Linked DNA regions of Mus musculus: region 2 is linked to region 1. The links are chromatin contacts, called in public promoter capture Hi-C maps. All regions are on one chromosome and are shown on one strand. The core of a region is the stretch at or near the end of the contact, and the rest is flanking DNA. Distances in the headings are between cores, read along the strand shown. Region 1 holds the start of Fundc1 (FUN14 domain containing 1). Region 2 holds the start of Ndufb11 (NADH:ubiquinone oxidoreductase subunit B11).

Evidence for each region. Promoter capture Hi-C pulls out the DNA fragments that hold promoters and counts their contacts.
Region 2: a contact with region 1 is called in a promoter capture Hi-C map of pre-B cells. The contact joins the promoter of Ndufb11 here to the promoter of Fundc1 in region 1. A contact is called at or near these places in 2 of 39 promoter capture datasets (pre-B cells and second pharyngeal arch cranial neural crest).

The regions. Positions count from the first base shown.
Region 1 is chrX:17,568,427-17,574,725 of GRCm38.p6, reverse strand. It overlaps Fundc1 (FUN14 domain containing 1), which reads left to right and starts at 2,401. Exons shown (of 5, transcript NM_028058.4): 1 at 2,401-2,573; 2 at 3,267-3,423. The coding sequence starts at 2,546.
Region 2 is chrX:20,614,222-20,620,520 of GRCm38.p6, reverse strand. Ndufb11 (NADH:ubiquinone oxidoreductase subunit B11) reads left to right here and starts at 2,902. Exons shown (of 3, transcript NM_019435.5): 1 at 2,902-3,461; 2 at 4,677-4,807; 3 at 4,979-5,195. The coding sequence starts at 3,261. The coding sequence ends at 5,102. Rbm10 (RNA binding motif protein 10) reads right to left here and starts at 3,018. Exons shown (of 24, transcript NM_145627.3): 1 at 2,470-3,018; 2 at 407-547. The coding sequence starts at 423. It also overlaps the pseudogene Gm23628.

The DNA.
Region 1 (6,299 bases), core at 1,152-3,651:
GATTCAGTACTCCCCAGTGTCCAGGTTTCTCTGTGATTCTATGATTCCGGGCTCCTGTTAACCTGAGATTCTGGCTGTGTCAGAGTTCTTGGCAGTCAAGCTTCCTCTGAGACCCCGAGGTTCTGAAGTGAGCAAGCTGCTGCTATCCTGGTATCCTGGTATCCTAGTATCCTGGAATCCTAAGATCCTGGGCATGTTACAGCGTCTGGAAGTAGTGTCTCCTCTGGGGACCATGGGGCTGTCTGGTGTGTTCGAAACCAAGGTATATCAGCACTGATTAAAAGGAACCTGAGCAGCTCGTCAGGCAGGGCTCACATGTCCTTGCTCCTGCTGCCACAGGCCTGTCACAATTGGTTTGGAACAGATGTTGTGTCCACTCACCAGTGATCCTAAGATCCTGGGTGTGCTAGGGTGCCTGTAGCGTGGAGAGTTCTCTGTGGACTGTGGGACGATCTGTTGAGTTCGTGCCCAAGGTGGCTTGGAGCTGGCACTGACCAGAAGGGACTTGAGCCCCTGGTCAAGTGGGTTTCCTGCGCCCCTGCTGCTGGCACAGGCCCATCAAGATTGGTTTGGAACTGATGTTGTCTTCCACTCACCAGTGATCCTAAGATCGTGTGGAGAGTCCTTTGGGGACTGTGGGACTGTCTTCGGAGTTCGAGCCCAAGGTGATGGAGCTGCCGCAGACCGGAAGGGCTAGAATGCATATTTAAAATAAGTTTGGTGCTGATTTATGTGAACTTGGGTTAGTTCTTTGGTATCCAACATGTTTTTATATTCTACAGAATCCATGGAAATTTGTGGTAAAAAAACAGACTTTATCCCTATTTCACATTCAAATAATAACAATTCTTAAAATCACAGCTTTGTGGTGAATGTCGGTAATCACAGCACTGGGCAGAGTGAGACAGAGGAATCCAGCATCAGAGGCCAGCCTGGGCTACATAGTGTGACCATGTTTACAAACAAACAATCCTAATACTGGAGAGGCAGAGGGAAGTAGGTCTGTGTAAGTTTGAGGCCAGCGTGCTCTACATAGGGAGTTCCAGAGAATCTTAGGTTATGTGAGATGTTGTCTAAAAATAACCAACCAACCAAAAATACAAGCAAAAGTCTGCTCGACTAACAGGGCACTAAAAAAACTAGAGCCCTCAGCAGTTTGAGAAAAATGTGACCTGGGGATCCATCCCATATACAGTCGCCAAACCCAGACACTTTTCTGGATGCCAACAAGTGCTTGCTGACAGGAGCCTGTTATAGCTGTCTCCTGAGAGGCTCTGCCAGTGCCTGGCAAATACAGAAGTGAATGCTCACAGCCATTCATTGGACTGAGCACAGGGTCCCCAATGGAGGAACAAGAGAAAGGACCCAAGGAGCTGAAGGCATTTGCAGCCCCATAGGAGGAACAACAATATGAACCAACCGCTATTCCCAGGATACCCAGGGACTAAACCACCAACCAAAGAAAACACATGGAGGGACCATGGCTCCAGCTGCATATGTAGTAGAGGGTGGCTTTGTCAGTCATCAATGGGAGGAGAGGCCATTGGTCCTGTGAAGGCTCTATGCCCCAGCATAGGGGAATGCCAGAGCCAGGCAGCAGGAGTGGGTGGGTTGGTGAGCTGGAGGAGTGGGGAAGTGATAGGGGGAGGAGGGTTTTCAGAGGGGAAACCAGGAAAGGGGATAACATTTTAAATGTAAATAAAGAAAATATCTAATTAAAATTTTTTTTCATTAAAAAAAAAAACCTTTAAAATATTTGCCCTGACACTTGTTAAAATAGATAGTGGGTCTATTTTAATTTGGGATACAACAACAACAACAAAAAGCTGGAGATTTATAGTGCATAATCTGAGGGGGTCGAAGTGTAGAGTCCTACCAAGAGGAGACATCAAGGGAGTTTATTGCTGAGCTAGTTTAATTGGGTTCTTACTGGAGAATGACTGGGTTATTAGACATCAAGCAAGAAGTGGGCCTGAAATTTCTGTTAAAGCCAACAGAATTCTTGAAAGAACTAAAGGCCAAAGATAGGGCCTGAAAAAAGAACACCTAATCAGAAAGACAGCTTCGTTGAAGCATCCTGACTAAAGACTTGTTAAGAACAGTCTGCCAACACTAAACTGATTATCTTGTTCTATTACCCTTAGCCGCTCCTCCCTCCATTCCTTTAGCGTAAAAAACAAACAAACAAAAAAACCAAAAAGCAAAAACAAAAATAAGACAAAACAACAAAAAACTCTTAGAAACTTAGAGCAGGTTGGGGTAATGCCCAGGCTACAGTGGAAAAGAGCACGGACTACATTTCCCATAAGCAATAGGAGGGCGGGGACTCAGCTATTCCATCACAAGTCCCAAGCCTTGCGGCTGCGCACAAATTGTTGGAGGTCGTGTACAGGGAAGAGTGGCGGTGACGCGACTGTGTGGGCGGGGCGAGGAGGAGGCTGAGGAAAAAAGAGAGACCATAGACTTCCAACTCGGCCTAGAGCGTCCTTTAAAGTGGTGGGGAGAGGCGGGCAGGGACCACCCCCAACTGGCCGCTGGCGGTATCATGGCATCCCGGAACCCCCCTCCCCAAGGTGAGCAGCCAGGGCCCGAAGTAGTCTCTGGGACGCTGCCCACAGCACTCGACCTTTTATTGCTATGGTGTTTCTCCCTTTCCCTCCTCCAGTGTTTCTGGGGCTCTGTCGCTGTACAGCCCCTTTGCGAGAGCCCCTTTGAACCAGAGGTCTCCTTTCCCTCTCTGCGGAATTTAGCATGCTCACCTACACCTAACCAAGGCTAGACCCTGCCCTGCCCTGCCCCCACCTCGAGCCCTTCTCCATCTTGCAAAATTAGGAGGGTTGGCGGGTTGATTTCCATGGTTGGTTGCGTTTTAGTCCTGCTCTGATTTCCTCTTGCTAGGTTCCTGACTTTTCCTTTCATGGAAGGATCATCCCCTCGCCCCCTTTTCCCACAGATGGAAATGTACCCTGCCCTGACCTTATTCTCATTGTGCGGGTGACCGCCCACTGCTTTGTAATTCAACTGGCCTCTGGCTGCGTGTCCCTAAGCCTTGGGAAAGGAAATGCCGATGCTGTTGCTAGGCCCTTTATGCTTGAGGCCCTAGTCTCCCAGATCGAGTTAATCACGCTCCTTCGTTTACATCTGGGCCTTTTTAGTTGTAGACCAGACATGACAGTGTGTTGGCCCACAGGTTTTATGAAAACAGCTTGTGAGACGTTTCAGACTGTAGAATGAATGTTTTTTTTTTCCATTTTGTATTTTTAAAGACTATGAAAGCGATGACGAATCATACGAAGTGTTGGATTTAACTGAATATGCAAGAAGACACCACTGGTGGAATCGAGTATTTGGCCACAGTTCCGGACCTATGGTAGAAAAATACTCAGTAGCTACTCAGATTGTAATGGGTGGCGTGACTGGCTGGTGAGAACATTCTTTTCATTAAATTTTAGTGGGAACCTGGCTCTTGTCCTTTTGTAAATGGCACAGCCTCCATAAATCTTCAGTGGCTCCCCACTTTTAAATTCCAGAAGAACACAACTTTGGGGCTTTTCCCGGATCTTATTGGTTGTATCAGCCTTCAGATAGTCCTGGTTGGATTTTGATGATTTCCCTCTGTCAAAGGCCCACCATAGTTCCACTTCCACCCTTTACACTTCCTTTAATTCATTAACAAATTTTCAACTTAAGCAAGTTAATTATAAGTAAGTTGTTACTTGCTATTCAGTGCCAATAACTGGAAAAAACATGAGAACTCCCATTGCAGAACTAGCCTCTAAGATTCTCAGCTCTGTACATAGAAGCATTAATGGTCTGTAAAAATTATTCACAATGATGCATCAGATTCTACATTTTTTGTGTACTGGTTCTGATTATGATAGTGCTTTGAAGAAGATCTGAGAAGATTGCCTTTGCTTTAGAATTAATGCAATGATTACTTATTATGCAATAATTTGGAGTACAATAAGGAGTGGCTAATAACCATTAATCAAGCAACAGCTCATGTAAGCACATATTTACATTGTTGTTACCATGTATTTTAATTCTATTATTTTTGGAATAAAATATTAACCAGATAAAAAGGGGCAGAAACAGTTCAGTATTTTGAAATATGTTGATGACTCTTTTTTTTTTGAAGTGACAGTGATTAAGTTGTAAGCATTTTTTTTCTTTACATTTAAGGTAAATTCATCTTGTGCTAATTAAAATATTTACATACTTCCTCTTGGCATGGGAAAATGACATTTATTCATGTGTGTTTTCCATGAACCTCGGAATAATGATGCCCCATGCCTTCTTGTAAATGCCATTTCATAATTTAAAACAAACAAAGAACAATTATGGTGAAGATTCCATGGAGCACAGGCACAGTATTAATACTGCTTTATTGAAAAATCATACAGTTAGAAGGGAAATTTCTGCTCAGGGCCTCGGTCAATTAGATGATTCACTGTAGGATGATTACAACTCTGCCCCCTTAAATGCATTTATAATTTGGTGCCAGAGGTGATTGGTTAGTGAGAATCATGGCGGAAAGCCAGATCGTTGCACATTTTCTTCTTACAGACCTAACCTGCTAAGAAGGCCCATAACTGCCAGGTCTTCCTGAAAACCCTAATGGCAGAGCAGAAGTTAGTAGTGACTGGTACACAGCTTGTGTAGCTGTAGCATTCAACCTGGGGTTTAATGAAGACCTCACTACTTGCTTTTTTCTTTGTTCTTCCTTACTGACTCCTGTATAAGAACCATATTCTTGATAATAATAACAACAACAACAGTAGTAATACATTTGGATTGTCAGTATCAGACAAGTATTCAACCCAGGAGCTATGTAATAGTTTGTGGGTATTTGTTTTTTACATCCATCTATTTGTGTGGGGGGCACAGATGTGTCCCAGTATATATGTGGAGGTCAGAGGACAGCTAGTAGGAGTTTGATCTTTACCATGTGAGTTTTGGGGATCAAACTGGGCTCTTTAGACTTGGTAGCAAGTGCTTTGACCTGCTCAACTCTCTCTATGACCTGGTCTGTGTAATAGGACACTTATATTCAGGTGGCTTGTTTTTGTTTTTGTTTTATGTGGGCACAAATTCAGGACCTTGCAAGCATTCTAACTCTAAGTGATATTGCCAGCTACATAGGTGATTTGTTGGAATGATTTGAACTGTAGTTTAGATTCAGAGTAGAAAACATTTGAAATCTTTTTAGGATATAACATTGATGTGATATTGTGGCATAAAAGAGGAACAGTTAATATAGGCATAAACCTAACTTAACACTTGAGACCGACCAGCTCAAGACATGAATAGCCTAAGGAGATTGGATTTAGCCATAAGTTTTTGGTAATAAGAAATGAAAACTAGTATGAGAAAAGGTGGTTGCTAGGAGACCTGGAGGCCTTGAATACTGAATCTGCTTTTAGAGTGTGATCCAGAAGCAGAGCTATGGAATCCCAACATTACATTCCAAAGGTAACGATGCCCCTAAGAGTGGAAAGGAGGGCTGGCAAGATAGCTCAGCAAGTAGGCTTGATGCCAAGCTTGGTGACCTGAGTTTTATCCACAGGTACCACATGGTGGAGAGAACCAATTCATGTACATTGTGCTTGGCCATGTGTGAATGTTTAGACACACACACTACATAAAAAATTAATAATAAAAATAGGAAGGAGAAAACAGGTAATGTTTTCTAGATGGGGTATTTGAAGATAAGGATGGGAGTCTGAGATGAATATGACCTGGCAAATGGGGGATACTACCATCAGTTAGAAATTGGGGCCTCAGTAGCAGCTGTTTGGGCTGCGTGTGTGTCCCTGTGACATGACTTCTATTGAATTAAGGGCTACTGTGCTCCAGTATGACCTCATCTTGCTTAATTACATAAACAGTGACCTGATTTCCAAGTACAGTCTCATGAAGGACACTAATTTGGTGGGAAGACCAATTCAGGGCACAAGACTAGGATTAGAAATCTGCGATACTTTTGTAGAATAGTGAAGGGACCATGAGTATGCTCAGGAGGTATAGGCTGACATTACAAAGTTAGATGAGACAAAACAATACAGAAAATTAATACTAGATAAGGAAGGTGTGAGAAATATGGGCAGTGTAATCATCTAAGTGGAATAACACAAGGGGCAGGAAAGTTTTTCATAGGCAGGAAATTAATAACACAAAGATGTTGATGCATTTGAAACTAACTGCATTGGAGCTGGTTTGGATAGAGTGAGTGTTGTCCAGGTGTTATGAAACACCCTGACCGCATTAAGCAAACCAAACAAGTGACTACTGTGGGAAAT
Region 2 (6,299 bases), core at 1,653-4,152, 3.0 Mb before region 1:
CTTGCTGGCCAGCCAGTATAGCTAAATCTGTGAGCTCTGGGTTCAATGAAAGACCCAGTCTCAAAAACTAAGATGGAGGAGCAATTGGGTGGACACCTGGCACCACTCTCTGGCCTCCACACCCATATTAACAAAAACCCCACCTTCACGTCCAGTCATGGTACTCATCAGGCTGTTTGGTATCACCTGTAAACTATGTGCTCTTCCATGTAATGCTATACATAGCAAGACAGTCTCTTACAGGGGAGACCTACAGTCATTGTGTCATTCACCTGTGCATTCTCAGAGCACAGATGCACATGTGCTGAAAAGAGTCCATTTCTTTGCTGTGTTGTTTCTCCTGCCTAGAGCGCCCTTCATCCTAAACCAGTGCTCACACTGGGAGGGGAGGGAGGGGATAACTCACCGTCTTTCATACTCCATGTCCTGATAGGAGTTTTAGGGGCTGCTGGGGCCCCTCCTCAGTAGCTGGCTCCTTTCACTTCTCAGCCACCCCTGTTGCTGCCAGCATGATCTGCCCGTCTGGGTGATACCTCCTGCAGAGACTCTACAGAGAATGGAAGGAAGAAAGGGGTCAAGGCAGTTGGAGCAGAGAGGGCCTCCTTGAGGAGACAGTCATTGTCAAGATTCCCTACTGTCCTATAACCCAAGGACATTGTTTTCCATTTCCTCGTGCTTCCGTGCAACAGTTCAGGAAGACAACCCCTACTTGGCTCTCTCTCCTTTTCTTCCCCCATATTCCACTACCCTAGAAAATAGCAAAGCCCTCATCAAACAAAGATATCTCATAAAGATTTGGTGGGGCCACAGGCTATTTATGACCAAGGTTTTGCATTCTTAGACTGGTAGACAAATGTAAGCCCATGGCTGGTTGCTGGGAAGGGAAGGGCAAGTGCTAAATGATTTGCCTAGATTAGGCACATTAGTCACAAAAATAAGACTTTTACAATAATTGGATGGGGTATAGTTGAGGGTAGAACACTTGCCCAGCACATTCAAGGCCCTGAGGTCCCATCACAAAAACTAGCAAAACTCCAAAAGACAATACAGTAGCAAAAGACTTCACAACAGAAGGAATCTCAGACTCCTTTCCATGGGTCAGGGTATTATTTCAACCTCCCAACAAGATGCCAACTATACCCCCAACAAGGCAGTCAGAAACCCTGAAAGGCTTTTGGAGGGGGGAGGCGGCTAACATGGCAACAAGACAGCTGCCACCTCCCTGGGCTTTTTGGCCAACACAGCTCTGATCCTCAACACAGCAAGTAGTTCCGCCCTAATGTGCAGCCAGGTCCCCAGGTGAATCTCTCCCCAGGGAGCTTAGGCTAAGCTTTCCAGAGGCAAAAGGGGCCTCTTTCCCAAGTGGTTCCAAAACATCTTGTTCTACTGAGTGACAGGGACAGCTACTTCATCCAACTTTTGGGACTGCCTTGAGAAGTACAAGATCTGAGAGTGTCATGACCCAACCAGAGATCAAAATTACCCCTGAATCTTTAGCTGCCACCCATTTGTACAGGAACCAAGTAAAGCTAGGCGGGTATAGTACTTGCCCAACGGTAGGTTGCCACAACACCTTTTCTCTTAAGTACCTATTTTCTCTTCCAACTCAAGGATCAGTTAACTTCCCCCAGATGGGGAAAAGAATCACAGGCAGGAACCCCAGTGGATGAGAACCTGACACAAAATGCTCAATGGCAAAAGAATGAGTCTAATTTTGTTGCATACACAGCACAGAAAAGAAACAAAGTTACAGACAAGCCCCCAAAATAGCCAAGGGCCAGGATCACAGGATACCTATAAGAGACACAATTAAACGGATTTCCCTTTGAATATATAGACCTCACTGTTACAGATACAACTCCCAAAAGAAGAAACGCCGGATATATATATTCTCTGCACCCCCTCCCCAAACTAACTAAGTTGGGGTCGATCAGTAACAAGCCTGCTTCCTGATAAGGATCAGAGGTCAGATACAGACCCCAAGGATAAAAACCATATTCACTTTCTTTCTCCGCGCTTGTCACCCTCATTCCCACCACATAAATGAATAGAGGCCGCAGCCAGAGTATTTCCCCGTGGATAGTTAAGTAACAAGGGCAGTCAGCACAACCCTCCTCTAAGAACACCCCCCGCAAAGTCGCAAACACGCGCGTTTCAAAAGATAAAAAGTTCGGTGGGCAAATACAGTAAGTCACAGTACCCCACTCCCATCTGTCTCTCCCTTCCCCCAACCCGCGTGCACCCATCCCGCGTCCCAATCGCGCACGCGCTTTTGCTTTCATAAGAAAAAAGCTGGGGTGGGGGACCATACCCCCTCTTCAGGTGCAGGCTGTGCAGGCATCCCTCAGCTCTGTGCGAACTCCGAGGGTACAGTCCGTCCCCGCGCCTCTTCTATGCACACCGGCCCTCTCCCCCTCCCACGCGCCCAGCTCCTTTACCTCCGATCCCACGACCCGCAACGGCGCTCACCTTCTCGGCCCGGGCTGTCAAGGGAGGGCTCCCAGGCATCACCTCCGCCCGCCACCACCTCCTTCAGAACTGTTAGTTCAAATGGGAGCCAATGCATGCAACTACCAAGTCCAAGACTGGGAGCAAAAAGGAGGAAAGGGGGAGGGGAGACGCGACCGACGCGTTGCCCTCCCAAGGAAACTCGGTGCCACCTCCTCCTAGCCGGCCACAGTCACCAACACAAAATGGCGACGAGAAGAGAGCCGGCGATCCGACCACCATCCACCTACTAAGGGAGCGCGCTCTGGCCGGCCTTGACGATTGGTTGCCGGTCACCATTGGCTGGCCCTGGCATTCTCTGATTGGCAAGCATATGCTACCTCCCCATTCCCTGTGAGAACGGCCCAGGAGTCCAGAAAAAAGAGTAGCTATTGGCTACCCCTAAGAGGCCCGCTCTTTAGAAGCTTGCTGTCCTTTGAAGTTGAAAGACAACTAGAAGCTCCACCTCTTTCCCTACAGGGCCATCTAGATGTCACCGCTTTCTTCTTACGAAGAAAATGAACAGACCTCTCAAAAACAACTCTCTCCCAGACTAACAGAAATGATAACGTTGATTCGGTAGCGACACGGCGTGGGAGGCAAAATAGAGTCCGCACCTCGCCGAACTCGTAAACAAACTTAGGCCGGGGATCTATTTAGCAAGGTAAGGGCGGAGCGACAAAAATCGCGCTGGGATCAACCGCAGCTGCGCACATTGTATTTCCGTCTCCCTCCCCCCCCCCGCCCCCCAGGACTCCGCAGTACAAGCTGTCATGGCGGCCCGACTGTTAAGCTTGTATGGTCGCTGCCTGTCAGCAGCGGGGGCGATGAGAGGGCTCCCGGCTGCTCGCGTTCGCTGGGAGTCCTCCAGGGCTGTAATCGCCCCATCCGGTGTGGAGAAAAAGCGGCAACGAGAACCGACCATGCAGTGGCAGGAGGACCCAGAACCCGAGGACGAAAACGTCTACGCGAAGGTGAGAGGGAGGGGGGAAAACGGGACGCTGTAGGGGCCAATCTGGACCAGGGAAACCAGTGTCAAAGCGGACATTCTCCGGCCCGAGATTTGAGCAGTGGACAAAATCTTCGAATATTCAGAAATTTTGCCTAGCTTGTTTTTCTCTTTCGTTGCCTTATTTGCAGTCAGAAATCACACTGAAAGAGGGCAGCACCCAAAGCATGTTAGAAACTTTATAATTAGGGTAATACTAAACTCTAAGGTAACACGTGCATAATGCCAGGCTGTGCTAGACACTTTGTATCTATTTACTCATCTCAATTCTAAAGTAGCGTGATTTTGAAGTAGGCACTATAACTGTTACTGAAGTAGGCACTGTAACTGTTACAGTGACATAGATGAGGATACTAAAACACAAGTTGCTAGCCCAAGATCACAGCTTGAGTAGGTCATGGAGCTGATTATTTGCATTCAGGACTGAATTCCTGTGCTTTATGGAGAGCAGAGATTCTGGAGTCAGACATCTTGGGTTGAAAATTATTCACTTGTATGACCTTGGACAAGTAATTTAATCTCTTGGTGCCTCGGTTTCTTTGTAAAGTGAGAAAAGTACTAGGAAAGCTAAGAAAAACACACCTGCTTCATATGAGTCAGAATGGTCACTGCAGCTCTTACCACTTACTTCAGAAGTACTCCAAATTAGAAGGTGTTTATTATTGCCATTTCCACTCTACTGAGGATATTGTGAGGTTTGTGTTTTTGAAAAGGCCTAGTATATTCAACATTAACATCTGATTGAAGATCTTAAATTATTATAGGGTCCTATAGAATAAGTGGACCCATAGGAAATTGCCAATATCCAAACATTTTTTTAATCTTTATAAATAGCACTTTCCAAGGATGAAACTTAACAGACAGGGTGAGCACTCCCAAACAAGTACGTGAGGCCAATTATTCATTTGGAAAGAAAGTCAAAATCTTGGATGGGGAGATGGTGATGAATTCAGTGGTGATTAGATTTGGAAGAAGAGCTTTCTAGGCCTCGAGAGCAGCAAATGTCACAGCCCTGTGGTGGGAAGGAATTTCACGTATCCTAAAAGTAGAGAAAGGATTTTAATCAGGGATAAGAGATTGGTTAGAGATTGGAGGGCGGATTAGAGACCAGGTCATGCAAGGCCAGGATATAACTTTATGGAGCAGCAAGAAGCCCTAATTGACCTCTCCTTCTCCTCAGAACCCTGACTTTCATGGTTATGATAGTGACCCTGTGGTGGACGTCTGGAATATGCGAGCTGTCTTCTTCTTTGGTTTTTCCATCGTCCTGGTCTTTGGGACCACCTTCGTGGCTTATGTGCCTGATTACAGGTATAGGGGTTTTCTAAGAAAGTTGAGTGGGAAGGGGCAGAGGCAAAGGTAGAGGTTGGAGGAGTCTCTGGCCAGAATTCTTACCCTGTACTGGTGGGGGATAGGGTGCTAAAGTTGGGAACTTCTGTCTAGTAAGGTTCCCTCACATCATAACCCACTTGTTGCTTTTAGGATGCAAGAGTGGGCCCGCCGGGAAGCTGAGAGACTTGTGAAATACCGAGAAGTCAATGGCCTTCCCATCATGGAATCCAACTACTTCGATCCCAGCAAGATCCAGTTACCAGAAGATGACTGATGGCTTACCGAGCAGGGCCTAAGAAGCATTACTCATCCGCTGCTTGTTATTTACCTGGTTCCTCAGAACACCTTATTAAAGGAATTGAAAGTATGACTGGTTACTGCTGCTTTTGTTATGGAAGAGGATATATGAGTGTGTGACAAGCTTTCAAGGGCCACTGCTGCCTTTCTTGTCTGTTGCTGTGTACCACTAAGGTTTGGTGGCTTAGTACTGTATCCCATGGCCCTGTGGATTGCATAGCAAGGATATGTGGCTCCCCTTGAATCTCAGGTGGTTGCTATTAAGTAGTAGCTAGGGCTAAAGCCATCAGAAGCACATCTGGTCTGTATAGTCAAGGTTTCAAAAAAAGATGTCTGGCACTTCAGGGTTCAGTACAGTAACCTGGGCTTCTTCAAGCAGTGGTTCTCAACCTATCTAATGCTCAGACCCTTCAATATAGTTCCTTATGTTGTGCTGAACCCCCAGCCATAAAGTCATTCTCATTGCTACTTTGTAACTTTAGCCTTGCTACTGTTAGGAATCATCGTGATGTAAATATTTTTGGAGGTAGAAGGTTGCTAAAGGGGTCACACCCCACAGATTGAGAACCACTGCCTTATAAATGTTGGAGGGAGGCTCTTCTGGATGGAGAAGATCTAAAACTCAAGAGGGACATGTGTTCAGATATATTCTATGCAAAGCAGTGCTCAGCATAGTGTGTGCTGGAACATTTGGTCCACCAACACTTCTCAGCCTTTTGGCTAAGATAAAGTGCTATATCTATCTGACATGTCCTTTATGTGAGGAAAATATATGATTTTTTTTTTTTACTATCAGGGAGATGGAATAGCTTGCTCTGTCCACTCCATGCCTGAATCTGGTATTACAGGACCATTAGGAATGGTGCATTCATTGTAGGTGGGGGGTGGGGAGCATTAAAAAATTGGTATGTTCCATCTTGTATAAGTGACATCAATCTATGCCTTTCTGGTTTATATATCAAAAATGAATGTCTTCCATTTTCCCAAGCCCTACTTCATCAAGCTCTTGGCCCTTGAGAAATTTTCACTCTAGCTATACTTAAATCCGAAAATCTAGAAGTTACACTTCAACTAAATCCTAAAATCCAGGCCCTAGGCCCTTGTATTCTGGCTGGAAAGATCACTTCCTCTTGCATTGCAGCTCAGCTACACTGTCTGTTTTGAGCCACTGAAT